6 separate regions of the Mus musculus genome follow, and all the other regions are linked to region 6. The links are chromatin contacts, called in public promoter capture Hi-C maps. All regions are on one chromosome and are shown on one strand. The core of a region is the stretch at or near the end of the contact, and the rest is flanking DNA. Distances in the headings are between cores, read along the strand shown. Region 1 holds the start of Rcan1 (regulator of calcineurin 1). Region 2 overlaps Runx1 (runt related transcription factor 1). Region 3 has its middle 22 kb from the start of Gm36905. Region 4 holds the start of Mrps6 (mitochondrial ribosomal protein S6). Region 5 overlaps Rcan1 (regulator of calcineurin 1). Region 6 holds the start of Cbr3 (carbonyl reductase 3).

What was found. Promoter capture Hi-C pulls out the DNA fragments that hold promoters and counts their contacts.
Region 1: a contact with region 6 is called in a promoter capture Hi-C map of embryonic stem cells, with 5 times the contacts expected there. The contact joins the promoter of Rcan1 here to the promoter of Cbr3 in region 6. A contact is called at or near these places in 8 of 39 promoter capture datasets (the 3T3-L1 cell line, the C10 cell line, embryonic stem cells and 2 more), 3 of 115 datasets of contacts at active chromatin or transcription factors (embryonic stem cells and large pre-B cells) and 1 of 9 other capture datasets (adipose tissue).
Region 2: a contact with region 6 is called in a promoter capture Hi-C map of liver, with 5 times the contacts expected there. The contact joins the enhancer-like site here to the promoter of Cbr3 in region 6. A contact is called at or near these places in 4 of 39 promoter capture datasets (embryonic stem cells, hippocampal neurons, liver and 1 more) and 4 of 115 datasets of contacts at active chromatin or transcription factors (embryonic forebrain, embryonic hindbrain and embryonic stem cells).
Region 3: a promoter capture Hi-C map of liver shows a contact between it and region 6, with 4 times the contacts expected there. The contact joins the enhancer-like site here to the promoter of Cbr3 in region 6. A contact is called at or near these places in 3 of 39 promoter capture datasets (hippocampal neurons and liver) and 1 of 115 datasets of contacts at active chromatin or transcription factors (astrocytes).
Region 4: a contact with region 6 is called in a promoter capture Hi-C map of hippocampal neurons, with 10 times the contacts expected there. The contact joins the promoter of Mrps6 here to the promoter of Cbr3 in region 6. A contact is called at or near these places in 5 of 39 promoter capture datasets (the C10 cell line, hippocampal neurons, liver and 2 more) and 1 of 115 datasets of contacts at active chromatin or transcription factors (astrocytes).
Region 5: a contact with region 6 is called in a promoter capture Hi-C map of liver, with 5 times the contacts expected there. The contact joins the enhancer-like site here to the promoter of Cbr3 in region 6. A contact is called at or near these places in 4 of 39 promoter capture datasets (the 3T3-L1 cell line, cranial neural crest, hippocampal neurons and 1 more), 2 of 115 datasets of contacts at active chromatin or transcription factors (astrocytes and embryonic stem cells) and 2 of 9 other capture datasets (embryonic tail and macrophages).

Annotation. Positions count from the first base shown.
Region 1 is chr16:92,464,862-92,469,239 of GRCm38.p6, forward strand. Rcan1 (regulator of calcineurin 1) reads right to left here and starts at 1,308. Exons shown (of 4, transcript NM_001081549.2): 1 at 972-1,308. The coding sequence starts at 1,217. It overlaps Gm46555 (a long non-coding RNA gene), which reads left to right. Exons shown (of 4, transcript XR_003951847.1): 4 at 1-973.
Region 2 is chr16:92,607,648-92,611,773 of GRCm38.p6, forward strand. The region is part of intron 7 of Runx1 (runt related transcription factor 1); the gene reads right to left. Among named protein-coding and RNA genes, the nearest start is that of Gm30224, 14 kb to the left of the region's middle. Within about 2 kb of position 2,039, at least 135 of the 459 cell types and tissues checked have an H3K27ac peak or open chromatin away from gene starts, as enhancers often do. A contact at or near this core is called in liver, where this site is marked.
Region 3 is chr16:92,017,301-92,021,679 of GRCm38.p6, forward strand. No RefSeq gene overlaps it. Among named protein-coding and RNA genes, the nearest start is that of Gm36905, 22 kb to the left of the region's middle. Within about 2 kb of position 2,046, at least 169 of the 459 cell types and tissues checked have an H3K27ac peak or open chromatin away from gene starts, as enhancers often do. A contact at or near this core is called in astrocytes and liver, where this site is marked.
Region 4 is chr16:92,056,526-92,060,769 of GRCm38.p6, forward strand. It overlaps Mrps6 (mitochondrial ribosomal protein S6), which reads left to right and starts at 1,811. Exons shown (of 3, transcript NM_080456.1): 1 at 1,811-1,955. The coding sequence starts at 1,911. It overlaps Slc5a3 (solute carrier family 5 (inositol transporters), member 3), which reads left to right and starts at 1,797. Exons shown (of 2, transcript NM_017391.3): 1 at 1,797-1,955.
Region 5 is chr16:92,406,185-92,410,315 of GRCm38.p6, forward strand. The region is part of intron 1 of Rcan1 (regulator of calcineurin 1); the gene reads right to left. Among named protein-coding and RNA genes, the nearest start is that of Gm29805, 26 kb to the left of the region's middle. Within about 2 kb of position 1,782, at least 11 of the 459 cell types and tissues checked have an H3K27ac peak or open chromatin away from gene starts, as enhancers often do. A contact at or near this core is called in liver, where this site is marked.
Region 6 is chr16:93,680,959-93,685,322 of GRCm38.p6, forward strand. Cbr3 (carbonyl reductase 3) reads left to right here and starts at 2,261. Exons shown (of 3, transcript NM_173047.3): 1 at 2,261-2,655; 2 at 4,089-4,196. The coding sequence starts at 2,367.

The DNA.
Region 1 (4,378 bases), core at 58-2,557, 1.2 Mb before region 6:
GAGGATTTACAATGGCTATGCACACGCTTCAGGACATCCTGTGTAGAGAGAGCAACAATTGTCACAGCTCGGGGCTTTTCTCATCGCTCTCTGCCGGTTGAGCTCTCGCCAGCACTTCAAACCTCTTTTAGGGATCTCAGGCTCTCTTTTTCTGTCTGAAGCAAGATCAGTTCAGAGTGAGACTGCATTTGTCTGGGTGCCTAGTATCCTGGAACAGCATTGTCTAAGGCTCTGCCCACTTGGCCAGTCACTCATTTCCACATTTATTAAGATTCTGTTGTGAGGCTGTTCTGGGATCGGAAGATACAGCAGAGAATCAAATTGCATTTTTGCCTTTAGGGCAAGTGCTCGATGAATTATCACCTGAAGTGGCCAAGGGAACTGTTCATGGTCCGTTGGGGTTTAGCCCCTGCCCTGCATTTACTGTCAAAGGAAGGGTGCAGCTCATTCATTGGGAGGACGGAGAAAACAGACGTGACTCACCGTTCATAAATAGACTACGCTCTGCGTTCTCAATCTGCACTATTGGAAGAAAAGCCAGTGTTTGGGTGAGGATCCTGGCTGCTCATTATCTTGCGGTTGATTGGCCAGTTTTGGTTGAATGCGGTTGGGGGGAAAGTCTTTCCTAAGCCTTTAGGATATTTAGTTCACCCTTAAAGGAGCGACATGCCACCATCAGGGTCACTGAGTACATTAGGAATTGTTCCTTCCTCGCCCAAATCCACACAAATTTGACACCCTGGGAAGGAGATGGGGCAGGTCTGAGTAACCAATCATGGTACTTGGGAGGAGGAATTGATTTCTGATCTTCAATGATCCCGTAGAACACGACCTGGACTATGTAGGCTGTGCAAAAGAAAGCTCGTCTCCAGTGTCTGAGACCCCTGGAGCAGGGCTTCGGCCCGTCCCCGCCCCGGCCGCGCCCCGCAACAAGTGTCCGCCCTCCGCCCCGACGGAGGCCCGGTCCTCACCCGGCACAGGCCGTCCACGAACACGCGCGGGTCCAGGTGGCAGGCGATGGTGGCGCTCGGCAGGTCCTGCAGATCCACCTCCTCCATCTCGCAGTCGATGAAGCTCCAGTCGCCGCCGCCGCCCCCGTCCCCCTCGGCAGCCGCAGAGAAGGGCGCGAAGGGCCGCAGAGTCACCCTACGGGGCGCCCGTGCCTCGACCGCCTCCGCCACCTCTCCGAGCCGCGGCCCGGCCACGCCGTCCTCCATGCCCGGCGCGCGCTCCCTTAGCTCCGCTCCACTCGGCGCCGCGGCCGCCGGCTCCCGCTTCACCCTCTGGGGGTCACCGCGGCGCCGGGACGCCGCCTTCCAGTGCCCGCCCTGTCCGCCTCCGCCCCGCGCGGGAGGGGCGGCCAGCCTGCGCTCGCCGGCCTCGAATCGTAGCTCTCGCGGAGCCCAAGAACGTTCCCTTTAAGGTCGGCCCACTCGGGCCATCAAGTCCCGCCCTTCCTATAGAGCAGACCAATAATACGACGGGATTTTTGTCACGTGACACCCACTCTGCCGCCCTAAGCCTGAAGCCTTGGGGCGGCCATATTTGTTAGGGGCAGAGGCCTCTGGCCAGTTCTGCTTTTCTGACAGCTGGCGGTGCCTGTTGAAGGACACAAGCCGGGTGTTAGCCTGTGGAACGGTAACCCGGAGGCAGAGCTTCTGCGGTTCCCACGCGGCGACGTTTGGAAACACGCAGCCAATTTTAAGGACTTAAACTAAATCTAGTTAGAGGCTCTGTTCCGTAGACGTTAGCAGTGCTTAGATACTTAGTGCATATTGTCGCGGAATCACAAATAAGACTTGAGTAACATCGTGATATGGCCTTATGTTTATAGTTCAACGTGTTAGTCATTATGTTACTGTCCAATTTTTGGATAATTAGAAGCATTTTTTAGCACAAAATGAGTGGGTTTCAATAATTATTTTCATACATATATCGTGTATTTTGTGTATACACAGATAACACTGTATTTTGTCTCCCATCGCCCTCCCTCGTGCCTTTTCTCCAATTCTGCTGGCTGCCTCTCTTTCCTCTAAAAACTTCCCTTTCTGCTTTAGTATCTCAAGAAAAAGAAAAAAAGCTATGTGTATCAATTACTTTCCTGTTACTGTGATAAAATACCACGACCAAACAATTTATAAAAGAGTTTCTTAGTGTTCCATATAGCGTCCCAGAGGGATAAGTGTCCATTGTGGTGGCTAAGTAATAGGTATGGCAGCCGGAGGCAAGATGCTGAGAGATCAAATCTCAGCCACAACCATGAAGCAGGGACATGGAACTAGAAACAAACTAGATAGGTGAACTGTTTCTACTACCAAAGCCTGCCCCCGGTGGCTCACTTCCTCCAGGAAAGCCAAACTCCCTAGACCTCCCCACACAGTACTACCAACTGGGGACCAGTGTTCAAATGGCAGACTTCCCAGGAGACATTTCTCATTCAAATCCTTGTAGCAGGAGGGCAATGGGTCTCAACCTGTGGCTCTTGACCCCCTTGGAGGTCCAAGAACCGTCACGGGTTTTGCGTATAGATCTCCCACATATCAGACATTTAGACAACAATTGAACAGTAGCAAAACTGTAGTTATGATGCAGAACAACAAAATAATTTTCTGGTTGGGGGGGTCACCACAATATGAGGGGCTGTATTAAAGGGTCGCAGCATTAGGAAGATTGAGAACCATCGAAGTAGGAGATGAGGGAAGACATTGGGCCTTGGTTTGGTGGGGGGCGGTTCATTACAGGGAAACAAGACCTCAGGTGAGCATTGTGCCTGGACAGCTCATCAGAGTGAGAACTCCCGTGTGGGTTTCACCTTTCTGTTAATTGCCTGCAGAGCGAGGCAGATCCCCCATATGGGCAAGGATTCAGTACGCGCCCAGTAAGTGTTCCTCTGCTAGTGCAGTTAAGTTTTAGGGGGGTGTTGAGTTGGGTCTGTGTTTTCTCCTAAAGTAGGCAAGCTGTCTAGTCAGGAAGTGGATCTATTATCATACCCAACTAGAGCTGAGATTTATTCAAAGTATGGCATGTGTAAGGCCCTGGGGTCCTTGTGATGCCCTTGTGAATGGAAGAGAAGAAATAATTCGCAAAGCCCTGAGGGTGTGAGGATGGGGAGAAATAGACCTGTCTCAGGCCTGTCTCCTGGGAAAGGAAATCTACAGTCACCATGTGACCCAGAGGTTCTTCTTCTAGGTATAATCTAAAGAAAAATAAAATCATCCAGCCACACCACACAGACCTGCCGATGACATTTCCCGGCATCCGTGTTCACGCTGCTGTTCTTCATGCAGAGAACTGGAGTGGCCTGCGAGTGGCTGCGCCAGGATCGCACACAAGGGAAAGAAGTATTAACGTTGCCAACCCCGTGATGGACCTCGGAGACATGATGCTAATGAAAGAAGCCACTCACACAATGTATGTGTGAAATGTCCAGGTTAGGCAAATACTCAGAGGCAGGATAATCGGTGGCTGCCAGGGACCGACGGGAGGGAAACAGGGAGTGACTGAGACTGTGTCACAACTAAAACTGATCGTGGTGATGTCTGCCCGATTCCTTGTGTATTGGGAAAAAATCACTTGGTTCTGCTTTAAAGGGAAAATGTTACAGCAAGCGATTGTCTCGTCAGAACCGGTATTTCTAAAATAGAATATGATAAAGGCCACGCGGGACTAGGTTGAAGTTCAGCAGAGAGGACAACATCACAGAACCCTCTGCAATCCCCAGCCAGACATTCTGAAAAGGATAACAAAGGGAACAAGGCCCCAGTTTTGGAAAAACAACACCCAGCCAAACAGTTGCTGGGTGGGTCTGTTGTGTTCACCCTCGGGGCAGGGCGTTGTTTCGTTACTGGCTCACTCTAAGCTGTCTGTGGCAGGCAGAACGGGCCTGATGCGCAAAGACTGTGAGGGGAGAGAGCACAGTGTGGAGACAGAAACCGTGGTCGAGCGTACCACCACAGCTGGCGCTCTGGGGCAGCTTTGAGGCAGGAGAATTGGGTACAACTTCAGGCAAGTGGCAAAGACAACGTAATCTGTAGCTAGTTTTAGAGTGCTACCAGTCACTACTAAGATGTGAATGAAGAGCTTTCTGCCTCGTCCTCCCTGGGCGGCCAAGCAAAGTGAGGATGCTAGTTCTGATCATCAGTCAAGCCCTGCAGCACGGGTGGTCCCCCGGCTCTCTGTGTGTGTCTCTCTCTCTCTCCCTCTCTCTCTATCTCTGTCTGTCTGTCTTTCTGTCTCTCTGTCTCTTTGCCTCTCTCTCTATTTGTGTGTCTCTCTCCTTCTCCCTCTCTCTATCTCTCTCTGTGTCTCTCTCTGTGTGCATCTCTGTGACTATCTCTCTATCTCTCTTTCTCTTTCTCTATTTGTGTGTCTCTCTGTG
Region 2 (4,126 bases), core at 789-3,288, 1.1 Mb before region 6:
TATTTCTACTCTGTTGCGACATAGCTTCAACCTATAGCACAAGTTGGCACCTGTGTGCACTTTCATGGGCGCTAAGTAGCTCCTATTGCTGTTGAGTGACCAGGACAACAGAGTGTCCAAAGCTTAACAACTTCTCTTTGGTCCTTTACTGGGGGAGAAAAAAAAGCCTATCCTCTAATGAAAGCATCAATACTGACTGGTATATTGCTAATATAATCAGTACATTGGCATAACAATATTAATATAACAATATACAATGGCATAACATTAAAATAACTGAGGTCATGCATCCACTGATATGTTGATAGTAGAATATTATATGTTAAGTATGTTATAATAACAATATTATGTCATTGCACTTAGTAGTCAGGTTGGATAATAGAAAACTGTCATTTTTGTAGACTCTGATCCCTTGAAAGTTGGCTAATTTCCTATTATTAGGTGCAGTGCGTGTTGTGGTAGGGACGACGTGAATGTCGGTGATTGACACATCACTTGCCTCTGTCTCTGCCTTCTGACTTGTTCCCATCTATAGTAACCTTAGACATTTGACTTCATGTCTCGTCTTTATCTAAGACCTGAGTCACTGTTTTCTTCTTAAAGGTAATTTTACTTGTGATTATGCTTGTGTGGTTATGAGCCTGTGTGTGTGCAGTGCCCCCAGAGGCTAGAAGTGGGTGCCAACATCCCCCAGAGCAGTGCATGCTCTAAACCACTGAGTCATGGCTCCAGCTGCTGTGTCACTCACTAGCTTCTAACACAAATGGATAGCAAAACTTGTTTTGTCCAGAAATGACAGACTTTCTTTACAAGATTCATTTTGAATTTACAGTTCTACAGACTGCCCTTGCTTCACCGGCTCCCTCTGCACTTGGCACGTGTGCATGCTGCCTTTGAGGCAGACCAGGGGACAGGAGGGACAGGAGGGTTCCCTTGCCAAAAGTGCCACTGCTGGCATCTTTGGGCTGTATTATGTCTAGCGGGTGTTTGGAGACTGATAACTGTTTGGTGGCATCTTCCTTCTTTACCCACAAGATGCCTCTAGTGGCCTCCCTGCCGACCCCCTGCCCGCTACTTTGACATCCAAAAGAATCTCCAGACATTGCGAAATAACTGAGAATGGTTAGGAAGGGATGCACATCCGCCCACCAGCTGCCACAGTGAGTTAGGACGGTGTTTCGGGTAGCTTGTGTCTGTCAGTCAGAGGAGGGCAGGCTGCGACTATACTGTTCGCACCAGCACGGCTCAGCAGCAGCAACAACACAGGGCAGAGGCACGAACTAAGTGTTCAAAATGTTAAATTCTCAAATTCAGGTACAGAGTTGAGCCTGCTAGAGAGAAACTTGAGGGGATCGAAAAGCTTCCTTTGAAAGGAAAGCTACCCGGGTGGATTAATCTTTTTTTTTTTTTGGAAGGCATGGGCTGTGATCAACTTCTTTCTGTTCCAAGCCTATTATTTCAGCACGGAGAGCTCGGGCTTGTGTTCTTGTTTCTCCCTCTCCCCCTCCACCCCCTCTCAATAATCTTTTATTGCTCTAACACGATTTTACAAAAGGAACTCTTGTGTACATTTGGGCTGAATGTGAGAGAAATAGACTCCTCATCAGAGAGGTAATTAGAGTTTATAAGCACAGCCCAAGTCTGCAGCAAATCCCTCTACTAATGAGGAAACCAGGAGTCTGACTTTCAAACAAACACTCCTGTTAATCTTTTCAAAGCAAGTCAGACATGTGGGCAGGCAAAGGCTGTAAACCAACAGTGGCTCTGGTAGGCTGCCCTGGTAGGCTGCCCTCTAGCCTCTCCTCCAGCCAGCAGGCCACACCTCATTCCTCAGGGTTCATCTCTGCGCCCTCACCGGGGACCTCTATGAGCAAACTCTGTGTCACTTGTTTTGCTTACAGAGAGCCATGACATGCTTGAGAGTTAACAGGAAGCTCTACTCCATTTTTTTTTTCCAGTTAGATTTATACAGTCTAGGGAGAAGCCGAGGCAGGAGGGAGAGCATTAGGCACACACACAATCGGCCTGTTGTCATCTGATGCAATACACTGGACACAAACAAGTGACTCTGCCCATTATCCCTCTTGCTTCATTTGTCCTGAGACAAAAAAGGTGAATCCACTGGAAAAAAATGAAGGAGAGGTCACCACGTTTCAGAGCCGTGTCTGAACATGCTCTGCCAGTCTGTCCCAGTTCTTACATGGTAATGTGGTAATGGTACCACGTTACCGGAATCCCGAGTGAGTCCGTGATTTGTCATGGGCATAAGCGCAGGAGTAATGTTACAGTCTCAGCTGCTGGGGGCAGAGTATGTGGAAGATCTGAGATAGTGTGGCGTCTTTCTACGAGAGGTCAGGTTCTCTCTCCCTCCTCCCCTTCTCCTTCCATCCCTCCCTGTCTCGCTTTGTATACGCTCTGTAATAAAAAAGACATGGGCCTTTTAGATATGTTCAAATTCAAGTGCTCTATTCGAATACGTGTTCTCATTTACAGCTATTTTATTTTTAGTTAGGTGCTCGCGCGCATGTGTGTGTGTGTGTGTGTGTGTGTGTGTGTGTGTGTGTGTGTGTGTGCTTGCAGACACTGGAGGAAGGAGAGAGATGCCCTCGAGTTGGAGTTATGGGCAGCTGTGAGCGGGCTAATGTGGGGGGCCTGGGAAGAGCAACAAAGGTTCCTAACCACTGAGCTACCTCACCAGCTCCCCGTGTTTTCATTTTTAAATCCTGTCTAACCTCTTTCCTTACACATCAGCAGTCACACAGAATTTATACATCACCCAACTACGGCTCCTCTATTCTTTTGGCTAGTCCGGTGCACGCCGCCCCCACCCACTCAATTCAGGTGACAACTGCCCCCTCTCCCATTCATGGGGAGACTTTAAAAGTAGGAAGTGTGAGGATTAGAAGGTTCAGCCACTTTCACTGGCAGTGTCTCTCCCTCTATGGTGCTAAGTCTCTACCTTGACAGAGCGCAGAGTCTTGGCTCTAAAGCTTGATGTGGATGAAAGAGGTCCCACCCCAGGCCCCTCCCACTGCCCCCAAAGGATTAAACAACCTGAGCAGATAATGACCGCCTTAAAAGGCTCTCCTGCGTGACTCAGATTAGTATGCGCTGTCTGTCGCCCAGGTTGGCAGCTAGACATTAATTAACCAAAAGAAAAGGAAGAGGGTAAAATAAAGGAAGAAGAGAAATGAGGAGGAAAGATAAACCTTCACGTGGCAGCTCCTTTCAGACAAGGTGTGGAGTCTGTCTGTCTGCAAGGGACAGAGACAGACAGGGCCCGTCTGCTGAGAACGCATGTGTGTGTGCTGAGCAGCTAGGCAGGTCGGGCTGGGGGAGGCTGAAAGCCCAGAACTCGAAGCTGTCACTGGTGGGATTAGAAGGCACATCAGCCACAGAGGGGTCAAGTTCGGCTGACAAGCTGTGGGCCTGACAGCCTCTTCCTTTCAGGGACCCTACCTACCCTCTCTGGCCCAGGTTTATGAGAACACATTACAGGCTTTTGAGGCCTGTGCTCGGGGCTTGGTTTCTAGAGGGAGTTTTGCCAAGTTGAGGCTCACTCTATGCCAGTTGTTTGTCATTCTCTGGTCTTCCCTACTGGGCAGCAGAGGGTCACTTTTGGGTCCTGGCGAACTCTCTCTCTCTCTCTCTCTCTCTCTCTCTCTCTCTCTTCCCCCCTCTCTTTCCTGTACTATTAAATAAATACCTTTCCTTCTAGCTTGTATTGTTGAAGTCCGGATCATATAGCCGTGAATTAGACCTGATACTTACTTTACTTTGTGTGACAGTGGCTGCGGATAGATTGTGGTAGTGAATGTCCCTAGTCCTATGTGTATATGGGTGGCACTCCCTGCACTCAACTAATAAACATACACACACACACACATCCCTGCACTCGACTAATAAACACACACACACACACACACACACACACACACACACACACAAAACCTTAAAGGACATGAAGTTCTGAGGGAGACGGTATGGGGAGTTGAAGGGAGGAAGGGACGTGGATACGGCCAAACGGATCATCCCTGTGTACGCCATCCTCAGAGAGTGTTAAAAGCCACTCTTACATGTGATCACCGGTCAGCCGGAGGAGCTGGCCCCAGGTGCCCGTTTTGGA
Region 3 (4,379 bases), core at 796-3,295, 1.7 Mb before region 6:
CGCCTGACACACTGTGCAGGTGAGAGGACAGCATAGGTGGTGGTCCTCACCTTCTACCCTGTTTGAAGCAGAGCGTGTCATTCATGCTCAGTGCTACATAAACCAGGATAGTTTCCAGGGCTTCTCCTGTCTCTCCTCCCACCCTCCTGTGTGAGTACAGTGGTTACAAATGTCTGTGTTACTGCAGCCAGCCTTCTGTGGGATCTGGGGATTTGAACTCGAGTTCTCAGGCTTGCACAGCAAGCTCCTCAGTATCAGATGCAGCTCAAGTTGATTTTTTAAAAAGATTCAGTGTGTGTGTGTGTGTGTGTGTGTGTGTGTGTGTAAAGTGCAGGTGCCAGAGGAGGGCATCAGATCCCTTGGAGCTAGAGTTACATGAAGTTGTGAGCCACCCGGTGTGGGTGCTGGGAACCAAACTCTGGCCCTCTGCAAGAGCACTCCATGCTTTTTACTGACTGAGCCACCTCTCCAGCTCCATCACTGATGCAACTTCACAAACAAAGCCAAAAAGCTTTCAAGCAATGGTTGGTTGGATTTCCCAGACTTGGGGCGCTGGCTTCATATAGTCTCACTTGGCAGATAAACTCACAAGAGAGAAGCAGAAAGCGTCACAAGGAACTAGGAAAGGCCTCCTCTTCCTATTTGAGTCAAGCACTAACTCCAAGGCATGTTCTGGCCACACCCTTGCTCCCCACTAGTGAGGAAAGACAGAGTTCTCTGCACTTGGGTCCACGATCACCGGGAAGGATGGTTCAGCACAGACCTCTGGGTTAGCCTCCAGGAAGCAAGTTAGTTCCTGGAATTCTTTGCTTACATTTGTTTGACTAATTTTTTTTTCTTGTGACACTGAGGCCAAGGGGATACTTTTCTAGGGGTGTCTTAGGGTTTCTAACAAACATCATGACCAAAAAGCAAGCTGGGGAGGAAAGGGTTTATTGGGCTTACACTTCCATACTACTGTTCATCACCAAAGGAAGTCAGGACTGGAACTCAAGCAGGTCAGGAAGCAGGAGCTGATGCAGAGGCCATGGAGGGATGTTCTTTACTGGCTTGCTTCCCCTGGCTTGCTCATCCTGCTCTCTTATAGAACTCAAGACTACCAGCACAGAGATGGTCCCACCCACAAGGGGCCTTTCCCCCTTGATCACTAATTGAGAAAATGCCTTACAGCTGGATCTCATGGAGGCATTTCCTCAACTGAAGCGCCTTTCTCTGTGATAACTCCAGCTGTGTCAAGTTGACACAAAACTAGCCAGTACAGAGGGATATACATATAACTAAAACCCTTTGCTTTTATTATATTAGATGCTATGGTGGCACATACCTTTAATCCCAGTACTTGGGAGACAAAAGTAGGCAGCTGGCTGTGAGTTTGTGACCAGCTTGTTTTATAGAGTGACTTCCAGGGTAGCCAGGGCTATGTAAAGAGACCCTGCCTCAACTGTCCCCCAGAGACATTTCTAAAAAGGTGTAGTAGTGTACCATTTTTCCCCTTCTGAAGTTTGTTTCTAAGGGTGTCTTGTTGTCTTTCATCTTAAGAAAATTGTCTAGCTTTTATTTCTAAGTAAAAATTTTCCATAGTTCTCAAACAGAAAGGAAAAACTACTGCAGAGAATTTTCTTTTCTCTCTTCTGCATTGCAAGGAACTGTGGTGGTTAAAGAACCCACCTCCTAAAGGCGCCCAAGCATTTGTGTTCTTTGAATCGGAAGAATGGAGGGAAATGGAAGTTTCTAGGGGCCCTGTAAAATGGGAGCAGGATGCAGGATGCAGGTATCATGAGGAGCAGGGTGAGCTGCAGGAGTTTCTAACTCCCTGAGAAAGCTTCTTCCCCCTAGAAAGACAAAAATGTTTATCCCTTGTCTCTTCTATTCAGTCTGAGGGACGCAAAGCCCTGTCTCCTTGCAAAGCATCCAGGCTGACTTTTGCTGTCTTTGCATCCATTCCACAAACTGCTCTTCATCCAAATAGTTAACTCTGCTGCCTGAGGACCCGGGGTGGAGGTCGGAAGGAAGCCACCAACACAAAAGCCACAGAGCAGCAGTTCCGCTTGCTTGCTTGCTTGCTCGGAGGTGCTTATGGAGACAGAAACTCGAGAAAACAAAGGGACCGAGTATGTGAACTCGCAAATCCTCCTCACATGCCGATGGTTGGTGGGTGGCAGGAGCAGCGTTTAGTTCCCTGCAGTGGGCGGTTTTTTTTTTTTTGTTTTTTTTTTTTTTGTTTTTTTTTTTTTATGGCGCCCAGTGACAAAGAGCCAAAGAGGATAAGAGCCCTGAGAGCCCAAAGTGGAAAACTACCAAGTTCCGCCGCCAGCCCAGCATCGTCACCTCACCGAGTGAGCACAGCGGGGGCTCAAGCCATCAAAGCTCGAAGCAAGGGAGACTCTGGTGGGGTCATCGGTACACCCCGTGGCCCAGCCCCGCACCACACAAGGCAGCGTTTGTTCCTCAGTTTTCTCATACTTGGCTCCTTTTGTTTCAACTGACTGACAAATTATCAAGTGTGGGTCGACCAGTGGATGGAGATTTCAATTATTGCTAACTAGTTCCTGCCATCTTCTTTTAGGAACCCCACAGGGTAAAATTAACATATTGAGGAGGCAACTACAGCTCAGAGAAGAAAGTCATTCAATTGATCTCAGCTCTGTGGTCCTCTGAGTGGATCAGCTAAATGCCTACTTGGAGGAGAGCATTAAATGTCCTGAAAAATAGCTTTAGAACATGAGCAAACTGAAGCGGCTACATCAGAGGTTCTAAAATATCTCACGTGTGTGTGTGTGTGTGTGTGTGTGTGTGTGTGTGTGTGTGTGCGTGTGTGTTTGAGTCAGCGTTAGCAATTGGTAACCACTTTCTGCGGTGATGAATCCATGGGACCCAGGGTAGAGCAGTGAAAACTGAACACACACACTTCAGCCAGAATAGCAGTAGCTTACACATTGGTGAAGGAAGGCAGGAGAGCTCTCTGGAAAGCTTACTGCTTGTGGAGATGTGAGGACCGGGGTTGAAAGTCTGTCAGTGACAAACCTGATTGAAGGCCTCAGGGATCTTGCCTTTCTCAAACAGGACAGTGGTGGAGAACGTGAAGTCCATCACTATAGGTACCATTCAGTTTTATATGACAAATGACCTAAGTTGCCAATTGATGTGTTTGCTCAACAAACATATAGTAAGCACTACTAAGGAGCAGGGCATATTTAATGGCAGACCAAGTGTCGTCGTCGTCGTCGTCGTCCCCCCCGCTTCCCCGCGGCCCCCCTCAAGTTGTGAGTGGGCAGCTTTGGCGTGGGTGGTAACACGTGGGTGGAACGTGGAGAGATGGAGGGAGGTAAGCTGCATGCATCGTGAAGGCTATGTTGGCAAATCTGATTTTGTTTTTGTTTTTGGTTTTTGGTTTTTCGAGACAGGGTTTCTCTGTGTAGCCCTGGCTGTCCTGGAACTCACTTTGTAGACCAGGCTGGCCTCGAACACAGAAATCTGCCTGCCTCTGCCTCCCGAGTGCTTGGATCAAAGGCGTGCGCCACCACGCCCGGCGCTGCAAATTTTTATCCTGAGGGTCAAAAGGACGTTCAAATAACCAGCTATGGAAGGGAAGGTGAGACCTGGTTTCTTCACAAACGGGGAAGTTCTGTTCATGTCCAGGTGAGTGGACGGTCCTCCATAGTGATTGGCAGCGGAGAACGACGGAGAGAGAAGGCTCTGTGAGGAGAGGAAGAGCAGAGTCAGAGTCAAGGAGCAGCATGGGTGATGGTGCGATTCATGAAGGTGAGCCTGCGGAGGAGGCAGGACAGGTTAAGAATGGAGAGGGTTTAGGTGGCCCATCCGTCCTGTATTAATTCATTTCCTCATTCCTGTAGCATAATATCTGACCACAGCAACTGGAGGAAGGGAGGGTTGCTCTAGCTCAAGGCTGGAGGGAAGTCCCTCTGGGGGAAGCCCTCATGGAGGGGACATGGTGGCAGCTGTGAGGCTGCTCATCAAATTTCACCCATAGTCAGAAGACACGGTGACAGAGACTTCCACTCAGTTACCTTTTTCCTTTTGTTCAAGCTACGACCCCAGCACTTAGAACAGCACAGATTAAGGACCGTCTTCCCACCTCGGTTAATCTAGACTAAGTAGTCTAGATAATCTCTTACGGAGGTGCCCAGAGATTTGTCGGTAACAGTGATATGAAATCCTATCAACTTAACAATCAAAATAAACCGTCGCATAGCTAAATGTTTTGTGAGCACGTATACAGGTGGGTCAGCCTATACCCATCTGTTATATCAAAGCCACAGGGACGTGTGGCTTTCCAGAAAACTCTACTGCCTTCTTGCACCAATGTTTTGTATTCCTACAATGAAATGCCAGAGGCAGCCGACTCAGTAGAGAGGAGA
Region 4 (4,244 bases), core at 561-3,060, 1.6 Mb before region 6:
CTTGGGAGGGTTGTGGGGTGCTGTCTGCCCTGAGGCATTGTTCAGTCAGGCTAATTTCCTCACCCCATTTGTCTAGAGAACTAGGACTTCACTGGTCCCTGGGTATCAGGGAAAAGCTGTGGTGCTTCCAACGGGAGGCAGTCCAGGCTGGTCACCTCAGGGTGTTGCTTGGTGTTTGGCTTGGCTCAACCACGTGAGACTCTTATCTTCACATTCCTAAACTGGGCCACAGGAAGGACAGTTTAAGTGGGATGTCACACAGATCTGGAATTCTCGTCTCAATGTCCAGAAATTCTTTCTTCCTTCTGTGTCTTTTTTTTTTTTTTTTTTTTTTTTTTTTTTTTTTTTTTTTTGGTAGCATGCTGCTTAAAAACAAAAAACAACCAACCAACCAAAACAAACAAACTAAAAAGACCCCCAACAACAACCAAAACAAAACAATCCAACCAACCAGGTGTGTGGCTGATGCTAAGTAGGTGGTTTTGTAGTTTGTGTTGAAGGGCACAGGACAAACCTTGAAATGTTAATGAAAATGTTAAAAAAACCAGGTATCCTAGGTTGTATTCAAAACCATAATCTTCTGTGGAGATTGGTCTGTGGAGGAGGTGACAAAGATAGTCTCCATGTGTGCTTTACAAAGACGTCCAACGCCACTGAGTAAGACCAACATCTTGGCCTGTAAGATGGGGGACGGGGTGAGGTTCATAAGTGTAGGCAGTGAAACTATTCTTCAGACATTCTGGACACAAAATTTTCTTTCCACGCGTTTGTGTTTGACCTTGGACTAATTAAATTATCCTTGCATTTTTCTGTTTGCTAATACCTAAAATAGGGCGAGTAGTACGATTTGCTTCACAGAGCTAAAGTGAGAACAAACAGCCTCAGTGTCGTGCCTGCTACAGACAGTAAGCCCTCAGTAAATTATTAGTAAATTATTATTAGAGCACTTTAAAGTTACAAGAACATTTCACTTAAAGACCCTTTTAGTTGGAGTAAGGTGGGAGCAGAAGACAACCATTGCAGCGGAATTAGTGCCTTCCAGAGCTAAGAAACAGGAGCAGGGGCAGAAGGAGGGGAGTCCCGAGTTAGCTCTATATGTGCGTGTATGGGTGTGTGTGTGTGCGCGCGCGCTGTGGAGTGCTGGACCTGGGACCCTCTACGAAGCCCCTCCTTACTCCTGTGTTTCAGGGAATCCATAGTTTCCTTTACCAGAAAAGCAAGGATAATATTTAAAGAATAACTGGCGAGAGTCGAAGCATTAACCTGCTTCTGGGTCAGGCTAGGCACACACAGCAAATGCCTACATAGCCCTTCGGTTCCAGGCTTGTTTCTTTGCGGCTTGGTGCAGCAGTCACTCCTTAGCACCCCGCCTTCCTCCCTGGAGACGCGGGCGAGGGGCACACAGCAGCCAGACCGCATCGCACCGCACCGCACCGCGGCGCACGCGCACTCGCTCGCCTAGCACCCGGGAAGGGAGGGTGGGCGGGGAGGCCTGGAAAGTTCCACCGGGTTCCAGAGCCCAAGGTTGGTAGGCGCGGAGGCGGCGGGGAGCGGGTGCGTGCCGAGCGAGGAGACGGCCTCCGACGGGCTGCTCGAGACCGTGTCCACGCTCCGCAGGCTCGGGGGACACAGACACGGCCCGGGAGGGCAAGCAGGAAGCCGTTGAGGTGCAAGTGCAAGGCGCCCTCCGGGAGAGGGGCGGGGCGGTGCCGGGTGGGCGGGGCTCTCGGTGGGCGGGGCGAGCCGTCTGCGCAGCTGCCGGAGCCTTTAAACCCGGCCTCGCGGGGTCGCACGGTGCTTTCGCCGTCCGGGAGCTGACCGGCCGTGTTCCTCTCTCGTCTTCCTCTGCGCCCCGCGTCCCCGCCCTCGCGACCCCGGCTCTCCTGGACTCGGCGCCGCCAACCTGGGCGATGCCCCGCTACGAGTTGGCTTTGATTCTGAAAGCCATGCGGCGGGTAAGTGACCTTCCCTCAGACCGAGTTCCCGCGCGGGCGCGCCCCGCCGCCTCTAGGCCTCCCAGTCCCGCGTGTCCTGCCTGCTGGACACCGGGTCCTCTCGCGCGGTGCGCGGGTGGTCGCGGGCGCAAAGTGGGGGGGTGGCGCGTGGGTCAGGCGCTCGGCGCGGCCGCGTGCGCGCGGGAGGCGGGGGGTGTGTATGCCCGCGCGTGTGCGCGGTCGCGGGAGGGGGTGTGCCGAGCAGGGGGCGGGGCGGGCCTCGGACCCCGGCTCTCCGGAGTCCGATGGAAGGACTGCGGGAGGACACACGCGCGAGAACCCAGGCCAGCCCCGCTCTGCGCCCACGCGTCGAGAAGCTGCTCGTCGTCCCCGCCGGCCGCTGGTCCCGATCGCCTGCCCTCAGCGTCCGCGATCAGTTACAGCCTTCCTCCAAAGCCCGCCAGTGCCGGCTGTGTACCCACGCACTTGTCACCGCTATCACACCAAAAAGAAAAAAAAAATCTTTTGACCTTTCTTTTTCTGACTCCAGCGGAAATCCTGCTCCGGGTGCCCTTAGCCCAGTTTTATTCATCCAAGTTGTGGCCTTGCTTGTGTTTCCGAAGACATGCCTTCCCCCAGCTTTTGATTGATCTGGAGGTAGGGACTTTCAGGTTTGGAGGGATGATAAACCACCAGCAGCCGGGTCACGGACTGGGGTCGGCGGCCGGCGGAGGCAGCTATGTTCTGAGTCAGTCAGTCGTCGCTGAAATCCCCATTCTTCTGAGAGAATTCGGTAATGTAGTGTGCTTTCACGCACTCTCCTTCCCTAGCAGGTACAGTTTAAAAGAAAACAAAAGCAACCGTTGTCCTTTTTTTGAGCGTTTGGAAGCAGCTTTCTTCTAGCCCTGGGCATGTAGGCTTTGGGTCAATTTCAAGTAGTGGCTTCAGTTTGAATCAACTTAAGCCAGGGGTCACGGGCTAGGCTCTGGTGAACAGCTAACAGTCAGGCAGCAGGAGGAGATTGTTCGGTGTGCCTTGTACAGGGTTGGCTTGGAAAGGACACCAGAGCCACCTGATGGTCCTGAAGTTTGTGCCCCCAAGCTTACTGACTCCCTGGCTCCGGGAGAACATTGTCTCACCTCTGGGTAATACTTTATCTACCTTCCTTCCTCATTGGGTTTTACAGAGTTAAAAGAATAGGAACAACAGAGGGGTCAGGGTCGAGAAAGTATTAAAAAGGGACTGTTTCTGATTAAATGGAAATTACTTAAGCCTCCCTTTATACTTTTTAGGTAATGTTAGAAACTGAAAAAATGTGACCACCAAGATTCATTCCCTCAAGGTGTGAGGTAGCAGTGACCCTTTGCACTCCTTTGAATGAGAGACTCTTGCTTAGCATGGCTGCCCAGTACACTGGCTAAATGTATTTTACCATGATGTGAATATGTGTTCACTCTGATTCAAAAGTCGGGTGTAACCTGCTCAAAATCTTGGCCTGAGGGTAGGTTCAAAGCACCTTAGAGAAGAGTGAAGACGGAAGAGAGGTGCTTAAACATAGTGTGGAAGATGTGTGAAGATCCTTACAGACCCAAAGAAACTAGATAAAATGACAACCCTCGGTTTTTCGTTCTGACTTTGAGAAGGTTGTAAACAAGTAAAGATGTGCAGAGACTAGACTTTTTTTTTTTTTTTTGCTTTCAGCTTTAGAAAACTGAATTCTTACAGGGTATGTACTTGTGGGTGTAAAGGAAAATGCACTTTGTTTTAAAAGAAAATGGCACAGTGGTTTGAACACCTAGAGCAGGTGTTTAGGAAGCCACAGCTCCCACCTAGGACAGTTAGCTTTTGTAGCGGGAAGGCTTTCTAAACAGAGTTCTGAGATGCATGTTGGATGCCTGATAGTGCACCCTTCCATGTGACGGCATTCTCCCTCCTTCCTCTCCTCCAAGAGCCTTGTGTTCCAGGGCTGGGAGTAAGCAGGCGCTGAAGCAGAAAAGGGAGTTGAGAGACTGACTGCAGTCTCCTAGAGACCCTGTCTCCCACCCAGCATTGTACTCTTGTTTCTCCTATGCCTACAAAGCAGTCTTAGTTTGTCTTCCCTATTGTGACTCTTACTTTATTTTACTGTCCTTGACTTCAGGCTTGACTTACTTCAATTGAGCTTTTAGAGTTTAAATGTAAAGATGCATGTTGACATAGCATAGTGAGTGCCTTTGTAGCAGATTGCCTGTGAGAGTTCTCAGGCTGAGACCTCAGGATAGACGTTGTAAAAATTCTAGGGCTGTCTCCTCAGTCTGCAGTTGGCTTGAT
Region 5 (4,131 bases), core at 532-3,031, 1.3 Mb before region 6:
GGAAAGAAAAAGTAAAGATGCTAAATCCATTCAATAGAGAATAAAGCTACTTAAGAAGGAGTGAAAATGTTTAATATTAAACGATGCTAAGGTTTACTGTCAAATCATTGTTAGTGATAATTATTAATAGTTGTGACAGTTTGGTAAAGAAAAGAATACAGTAAACAAATAATAAGGAAGACGGCTGTTTTCTTTCTTGGCTTATTAGATTTACAAAATTTCCACAGTGCATATTAACTAAGTTTTGAATAACAACAAAGCTTTTGTTTCTTCCCTTCCCTTACTGGATGCTATACTTTAGTAATCAAGGTTAACAGATATGCTACATAAAGTTCAAGGTTAGAAGACTGATTCAGTATTATGGCCATTAATTTTATACTATGTTTATTAGCTAAAATTCCCCATAATTTTGGTCTTGTGTGTGTTCACATGGGTGCACATGTATGTGTGCATAGACCACAGACATAATACCAGCTGTAGTTAGTGCCTCAGGTCCTAACCACCTTGTAGTCATGAAACAAGGACTCTCATTGGCCTGAAATTCAGTAAGTAGGTTTGGCTGGCTAGCCAGAGTCCCAGGGATCCACTGGGCTCTGCCCCACCCAGTCCTAGGCTCACAGCATACATCACCATACCCAGCTTGCTGTGTGTGGCTTCTGGGGATTGAACTCAGGTCCTCATGCTTGCAAGACAAGTTCATTACAGACTGAGCTGTTAGCCCAGTCCATGCCTGGTGGTTTTATTCTGTATTGTCAGTCATTGATTCCCTTCCCTTCGCTTCTCTTCCCTTCGCTTCTCTTGGCTTCCCTTCGATTCCCTTCCCTTCCCTTCCTTCTCCCCTAGTCTTCCTTCTGTTCTGTCCTCCCTCCCTCCCTCCCTCCCTCCCTCTCTCCCTTTCTTTCTGTCTTTCTGTCTTTCTTTTTCAAGACAGGGTCTCTCTGTGTAGCTCTGGCTGTCCTGGAACTCTCTCTGTAGACCAGACAGGTTTTGAACTCAGAGACCTGCCGGCCTCTGACTCCCAAGTGCTGGGATTAAAGCCGTGTGCTACGACTGCTTAACTACTGATTTTTTGTTTGTTTGTTTTTGTTTTTTTGGGGGGGGTTGTTTGTTTGTTTTCGAGACAAGGTTTCTCTGTGTAGCCCTGGCTGTCCTGGAACTCACTTTGTAGACCAGGCTGGCCTTGAACTCAGAAATCCGCCTGCCTCTGCTTCCCAAGTACTGGGATTAAAGGCGTGCGCCACTATGCCCTGCTCGCTACTGATTTTTTAAAAATCCCGTTTTTAAACCAAAATTTTACTAGAACTATTTATTTTACTAAAGACAAAAAAGACACACAGAAAGACCAAACCAAACCAAACCACCAACACCAGCAACAACAACAAAAACCTGTTCTGTGAACCATCTTTAGTTAATGAACTGTATTGGCTGAGGTGTCTGCAGTACAATCGGGGCCAGGGAACGGTCACTTGATTCTCTCGGGTGATGTGCCGTAGGTGGCTGGACCAGGCTCTGCGTAAGTGTGGGCAGACCTCAGAGCACAGAACATTCCGCAGACACCAGTGTGAGGCCAGCAGTGAGGGTCTAACACCCGCTGGGCTGGAGGGGCCACTGTGTGGGCTCTGCTCTTGAATCTCTCCCTGCTCATCTCTGTTTCCACTTCTCTAAGGCACTGGGATCATCTCTGTCTCTGTCTCTGTCTCTGCCTCTGTCTCTGTCTCTGTCTCTGCCTCTGTCTCTCTCTGCCTGGCTCCTTCCTTGGAATCACCCTTCTAACAAGTCTGGAATGTTACCCAACAAACTTTCCCCATTACAGCACTAATGATAACAGCTGTTTAATGTACAAGGCCTTCCAAGAGAATTTGTATTTAATCAGCAAATTCTGGAGATCAAAGTCTCAACTCCAAAGGAATGTATTGCTAAAGGGAAAATTCCAGGCAAGAAGTCAGCTGCAGAGGAAAACTCCCAGGGCCCAAAGTCCAGGACCTACATCAGTCATGCTTTCAAGTCTCTAAGGAAGAAAATGATCAATGTCTCCATCCGACCATCACTTGTTAAAGACCTGGTGCACGTTCTAGCTTGCTTTTCTGTTGCTGTGATAAATGGCATGACCAGAAGCAACTTGTGGAGGAAAGGTTTATTTCAGGTCACAATCTTTCACTGAGAGAAGTCAAGGCAGGCTCTCAAGCAGAAATGGAAGTGGAGAACATGGAGGCCATTGCTTACTGTCTTGCTTGTAGGCTCCTGCTCTGCTAGATTGCTTATGAAGCCAAGGCCCACATCCATAGGGATGGTGCCGCCCACAGTGGGCTGAGCACTCCCACTTTGATCATTAATCAAGTCAGCCTTTCACAGAGGTGCCCCGCAGACCAATCTGATTGACACAATGCTTCGGTTGAGGTTCCCTCTTCCCAGGTGACGCTAGCTTGTGACAAATTGTCAATAAGAACTAAGGAGCACAGCATGCTGGGATCATGCTTGCTCCATCACACACCGTGTAAAGGAACCCGAGATTCTTAGCACTCACTACATGATGATTGGTTTCTTCCACTAATGTTAAGGGGAGACCAAGCTATGTACCCTAGAACACTGCAACTCCTTCGCAAGCATTCCCTGAAGGGCACAGAGCCCCAGTCACAGTCTCTGTGGAGATCTGTAGGGGGGATGCATGCATAGTAACTCCTTCCAGTAGCTCCCAGCCAAATCAGTCAGAAAACACTCAGCCATTACCAAGGGTGCAGTACAGGACCCAATAGTTTACTAGGGGCTCCAAATGCCTACGGCACAATTTTTGTCCACATACAGGGGTTAGCACTGCAGCTTGGAAGACAGGACTGAAGGCTGGGTGACAAGGGAATATGGAAGGACTGGGAAACAGCTCGGTTGGTTGGTACAGTTCTCACTTAGCAATCATGAGGATCAGAGTTCAATCCCAAGAACACATGATGAGAAGAGAAAAACAAAACAAACAAACAACAAACACCAAGCTGGGCGTGGTGATGCACATTTGTAATCTCAGCACTTGGGTGGTGGGGAGAGATGGATGCTAGTGCTCACTGGCCGGCTGGCCTATCCCACTGGGCAACAGGGCGGTAAAAATCCCTGCCTTGGAAAAGGGGCTACAGAAGAGTATCCAAGGCTGGCTTCTGACTGCCACAGGCATGTAGGTACACATGAATGTGCACACGTGAGACTCTAAAGAGATGCATAGGTGTTCAGGGATGAGGTGACAGGGGTCTACAAAGGCTAAGTCCACTAGGTGATGAACCCAACTCAGTCAACCAGTGCAACGACAGTACGTTCTGTAGATAAAAGATTTGAGACTAGGGTTAGATTTCAAATGGATAGGAAAAAAATACATCTTTGCTTTTCTCATTCCTATCTGAAAAGCTGATATTTCATGCAGAATCTAAGAAGCCAGCTGCTTTTCTGAAAAGCTCATCTACTTCACTCACTTGGAAAGGTAAAAAGCCATGTACACGCTTCAGGATGCTTGCTCTTAGAATGTAAGCGATGTGCGGCATCTGGAATGTAACAGAGGCTCCGTGCAGCCTCTGGGCCAAGCAAAATCCAGGAAGATGCCTCTGCAGAGATGGAAACTCGGGAGTAACACTCACTGCTTTCTCTTTAAGCACTGAACGTTCATCCTTCTGCAGCAACAGTAAGGGGGCCTTTCCCAGCCGTGCTCACGAGGCAAGAGTTGCAGCTAATCAGATGGGAAGCAAGCACGGAGGGTCAGCCTGCACTGCTTTTCCACCCGTGTGAATTCAAGAGCAGGCTTTGCTGAGCTTTGTGTGTGGAAGGCATAACCATAGAGTAGCTGGTGCTCACGAGAACTGAGACATCGCTTCTATACCCCGACCTCGCTTCTATTTTGGAAGGGTCTCGTTATATAGCCCGACTGGCCTTAAACTTACAGAGATCTGCCTGCCTCTGCCTCTCCAGTGTTGGGACTAAGGGTGTGCATGTCTGGATGGGTAGTTCTGAGGTTAGCATGCTGAGTGGCCAAGGCCTGGATATGACCAGGCTCTAGCCCTTCCCACTAGCAGTTCCTCGTCAACTGCAGCTTGCCAGGTTGTACACAATGAGATTTGCAGCTAGACTCTGGCATGACTGGCCCAGACCCAGGCTGAC
Region 6 (4,364 bases), core at 1,011-3,510:
CCAGCCTCAGAGTATGGACTTAACACAGGTCTCCATTTCCCCCCAGGCATTGACATAAAAGCCACAGCTCTCACCCTTTTTGTTTGGTTGGTTTGGGGTTTTGCTTGTTTGTTTTTCCAGGCAAGGTTTCTCTGTGTAACCCTCCCTGGCTGTCCTGGAACTCAATTTGTAGACTAAGCCAACCTTAAAGTCAGAGATCTGCCTGCCCATGCCTTCCAATTGCTGGAAATAAAGGCATGCACCACCACCACCTGCTCTCAGCTCTGATCCTAAAGAAATTTATCCTGGGGGCATTTTGAGTGACCACGGCCTGGAAACACAGAATTAGGATCCCCAATTTATGTTCCAACTCAGAAGCACTTTCCCGAGGGTTTTATAGTTTCCCAGAGGATGTCATGAATCTTTGAAATCCATGGATGGGCACAGCAGAGAGGCAGGTACAGTGAGACGGAGCTGTTCTGTGGGCCCAAGATGCTACCTCAGGACATTCTTAGCTCTCGGATTGCTGGAAGCCAGTGTCCCACCGCGTCAGTAGCATCTAAGAGGCTTTTATTTATTATCACGAGATGTTGGCTCAGATTTGACAAGGAGAAGTTGTTCCAGAAGCTAAACCTAGTCCAAGATACTTAACCTCTGAACCTGCAGAATCCCAGTCTCCCCACAGCAGCCTGTCCTTCAGTCTCTTCAGGCACAGAACTCCTTCCAGGAGTCTTGTAGACAGCCAGGCACAACTTCTTCTCAGGAATTCTCATTCACAAGGATATGCTAGGCAAGTGCTCCATCACCGAACTACACTCTGAACTCCCCACTGGTCTTTAGGAGAGAAAGCAGAAAAAGTTGTCCCGGACTCTGTAAATGTTACTCCCATTGCTGCCTTGATCACATAACCAAAGAAAAAGCGATTTAAGAGCGGGTTTATCCTGGCTCACAGTTCGAGAGTCCAACACTGTGGGGTCCTAACCACATGAGCATAAGACAGATGGTCAAACTGTGTGTGGGGGTTGGGAGGAAGGGGGCGGGGTTCCCGTGTATGCAGAGGTCAGAGGTTGACAAATGTCTTCTGCTATTCATCTCTTCCTGATTCTTTGAGGCAGGGTCTCTCACTTGAACCAGACCTTGCAGACTTGGCTAATCAGCTCGCCTCCGGAAATCCTGCTTCTGGGGTCACACAGCAGCCACACTGCCCCACGTTGTGTGGAGCGGGGATTTGAACTCTAGTCCTCATAACCTTCACCCACGGAGCCAGCTCCACAGCCTTGGCCCAGCTCACTTTCTCCGTTTCATTCAGTCCAGCATCCCAGTCCCTGGAACGGTACTGAGCTTAGGGTGGGCCTCCTACCCCAGTCAGCCTAACTGAGAAACTCCCTCAGAGACAGGCTGAGAGAGAGGTCTGTCTCCTAGATCCTCTCAAGTTAACATCACAGGCAGGCTAGGCCCCCACAGAGCTCACCTTCCTCACCTCATTTGAAACAGAAGGTGGAGTCCGTAATAAGAGGCTAAGGCAGTTTGGCCGGATCAGCTCGGGAAACGCTGAATCACTGTGAGTGAGGACTTAATTGTCCTTCAACCTCACAATCCCTAGCCAAGTAGGATCAGCACAGACTCGATTCCACCCAAGAAGGGAGGAGGTCTGATTGCGTGCCCACACTTAGACACGCCTGGAATTTTGTTCGTAGGTTCAGCATCTCCTTGGGAGATGACTCGCATAGACTGAGACCAATGCAGATCTATCTGCATACCCAGTACACTTGGAATAAACCAAAGACCGGCACTGAGGACTCCCGTACTACTCAAAACAGTTCGATAAACATGAGCCTTCTCTCCCACGTGGGGGCGCACCGAGACCTCCAGCCGCGAGGGCTCGCCCACACCTGTTCAGTCTACTCCCAGGCACTGTTCCCTGAAGTCCCTGAGCAAACCGCGGGGTGTGTTAAGTAATCTCAGAGCGAGTTCCGCAGAAGCAAACATTTGCATTCTGCAGAGAACGACGGGTTCTCGCCCAAGAAAATTACGGAGCATTTGTTTTCCTCCTTTTGAAGTTTCCCCAAAATAGTTGTTTCAATCCGACTGCCACGAGTCCTGCTGACCCCTTCCTTTGGGAGCAGCGCTTGTCCCTGACCACTGCTTAGCTCGGAACCAGGATCTCTACACTGGCCGGCGGGCGGGCGGGCAGGCGAGCGGGAGGAGGCGGACCCTTCGGGAACAGACGGCTCCTCCTCAGAGGGGAGGGACAGGCTTCTCAAGGCCTTGCTCTCTAGCAGTCGCAGCGCCGGGTCCCAGAATCTAGTCCTACGCCACGGTTTTGACCACGCGTGACCCGCTGCCCAGCCGGCCCGGCCATCAGGTGGTCCGTGTGTCCCTCTGACATGTCGTCCTGCAGCCGCGTGGCCCTGGTAACTGGGGCTAACAAAGGCATCGGCTTTGCGATCACGCGTGACCTGTGTCGGAAATTCTCCGGGGACGTGGTGCTCACGGCGCGGGACGAGGCGCGGGGCCGCGCGGCGGTGCAGCAGCTGCAGGCGGAGGGCCTGAGCCCACGCTTCCACCAGCTGGACATCGACGACCCGCAGAGCATCCGTGCGCTGCGCGACTTTCTGCGCAAGGAGTACGGGGGACTTAACGTGCTGGTCAACAACGCGGGCATCGCCTTTAGAAGTAGGTGTGGGGCTCCAGGAGGAGGTGTCCCGGGGTTTTCCGAGGGTGCTGGGCAGTGAGCCTCTGGGATCCGGAGGCTGCGCCATCCCGCCTGGGTGCACCCGGCTCGCGCTCTGCGTGGCGAGTTCCCCCGTGCGGTGACTCGGGTGCGGGCCCGCCCAGGCACCCCACTCCATGCCCGACCCGGCCGGCGGCCTGTGCGGGCCTGTGCTCCGCCGGAGGCCCTCCTTGGAACTTTCAGCTGCGCCTGTTTGGAAGAAAACCGGTCTCTTGGGAGGGGACCACGCCTTGTCAAGCTCATCAGCTTTCTGTCCCACGCACGAAGGCTTTTCTCAGAGAAGGGTCTTCCAAAAAAATAGGGTTGGAGCTTTCGCTTCGCGTGAAACAAGGGCGAATTCATAGATGCCAGTAGATATCTGCTGAGGACAGGAAATGGGTCGCCCGGACACAATTAGCGCCCTGGCACGATAGTGGGTTTCCTACCCGCTTTAATGGAGCGTTTTGAGAGGCTCTGGCAAAAAGGAAGCGAGCTCTGCTTCCCTCCTCCTCGGGGAACTAGGTTTGTTATTAAACTTGCAAGTGCGGTTTGGAAATCATCTTCCTTTAGGGGAAAAAAAACCCAAAAAAACAAAACAAGATCGCTTACTCTAACAAATGTCCAATTAGCAAAATTATCCAGTTGCCATGTGCTGGAACTGAAACAAACATTCCAGCTTCACTGAAAATGCTGAGAGAGCCGGAGACTAACGAGGGAGGGAGACTATTGTGCAGCCGAAAACTCTCCAGTTGGCCCTGGACACCCATAGGCGCCTTGCGTGAGAGCCAAGACACCCTTGTACCCGCACTTCCAAACTCTGGCATGTGGGCTTTGGGGAAGGGGAGGGGCGAGCTCACCACCTCAGCCACTCTCAGCGTTGTCGGATGGAAGGTTTGGTGAATTATGGCCCTGGAGGTTCATACTTAAATGTGGGCCATGTGTATGCAAATCTGAGCAGCAGCTGCCCCACCACACAAGCTGAGGTCTTACACCAGCCTCACCAGAGCATCTTTTCCCAACCTCCAGGAACCCTATTCAAGCTTGAGACAGGAAGATCAAAACTGAGTGTTCTTGAGACGCGACATGAGCGTGGCTGATGAGAAACTTGAGGTGTGGACCAGAAAGTTCTTTCCTTATGCTCTTAAGACCTTTAGAATGATCAAGTTCTAGTTTAAAGGTGTGTGTGTGTGTACTTTACAGATGTGTGTATCACCACACTCAGCAAGACTGTCCTAAAGTTAGTACACTTTCCCTTTAGCTGTTATGTGATGAGATCCAACTTGGCCACACGAGTTTCAGAGGAAAATGTAATTCTTTTTTCTTTTCTTTTCTTTTCTTTTCTTTCTTTCTTTCTTTCTTTTTTTTTTTTTTTTTTTTTTTTGTGTGCTTTTCAAAGTGGATGACCCAACACCCTTCGACATTCAAGCTGAGGTGACACTGAAGACGAACTTTTTTGCCACTAGAAATGTCTGCACTGAGTTACTGCCTATAATGAAACCACATGGTAAGTCCAAAGTAGGACTACTGTCCCTCGGGAAGTGGCCCTCGGTCCCTCAAATAGGGCAACCAACAGGGACCACTCAGGGCTGCCATTTGCTTGTGAGATGGAGGGTAAAAACTGCCTTATTTTATCAAGGTGTCTGGCTCTGTACTTGAGCCTTTTGGCTGTGGT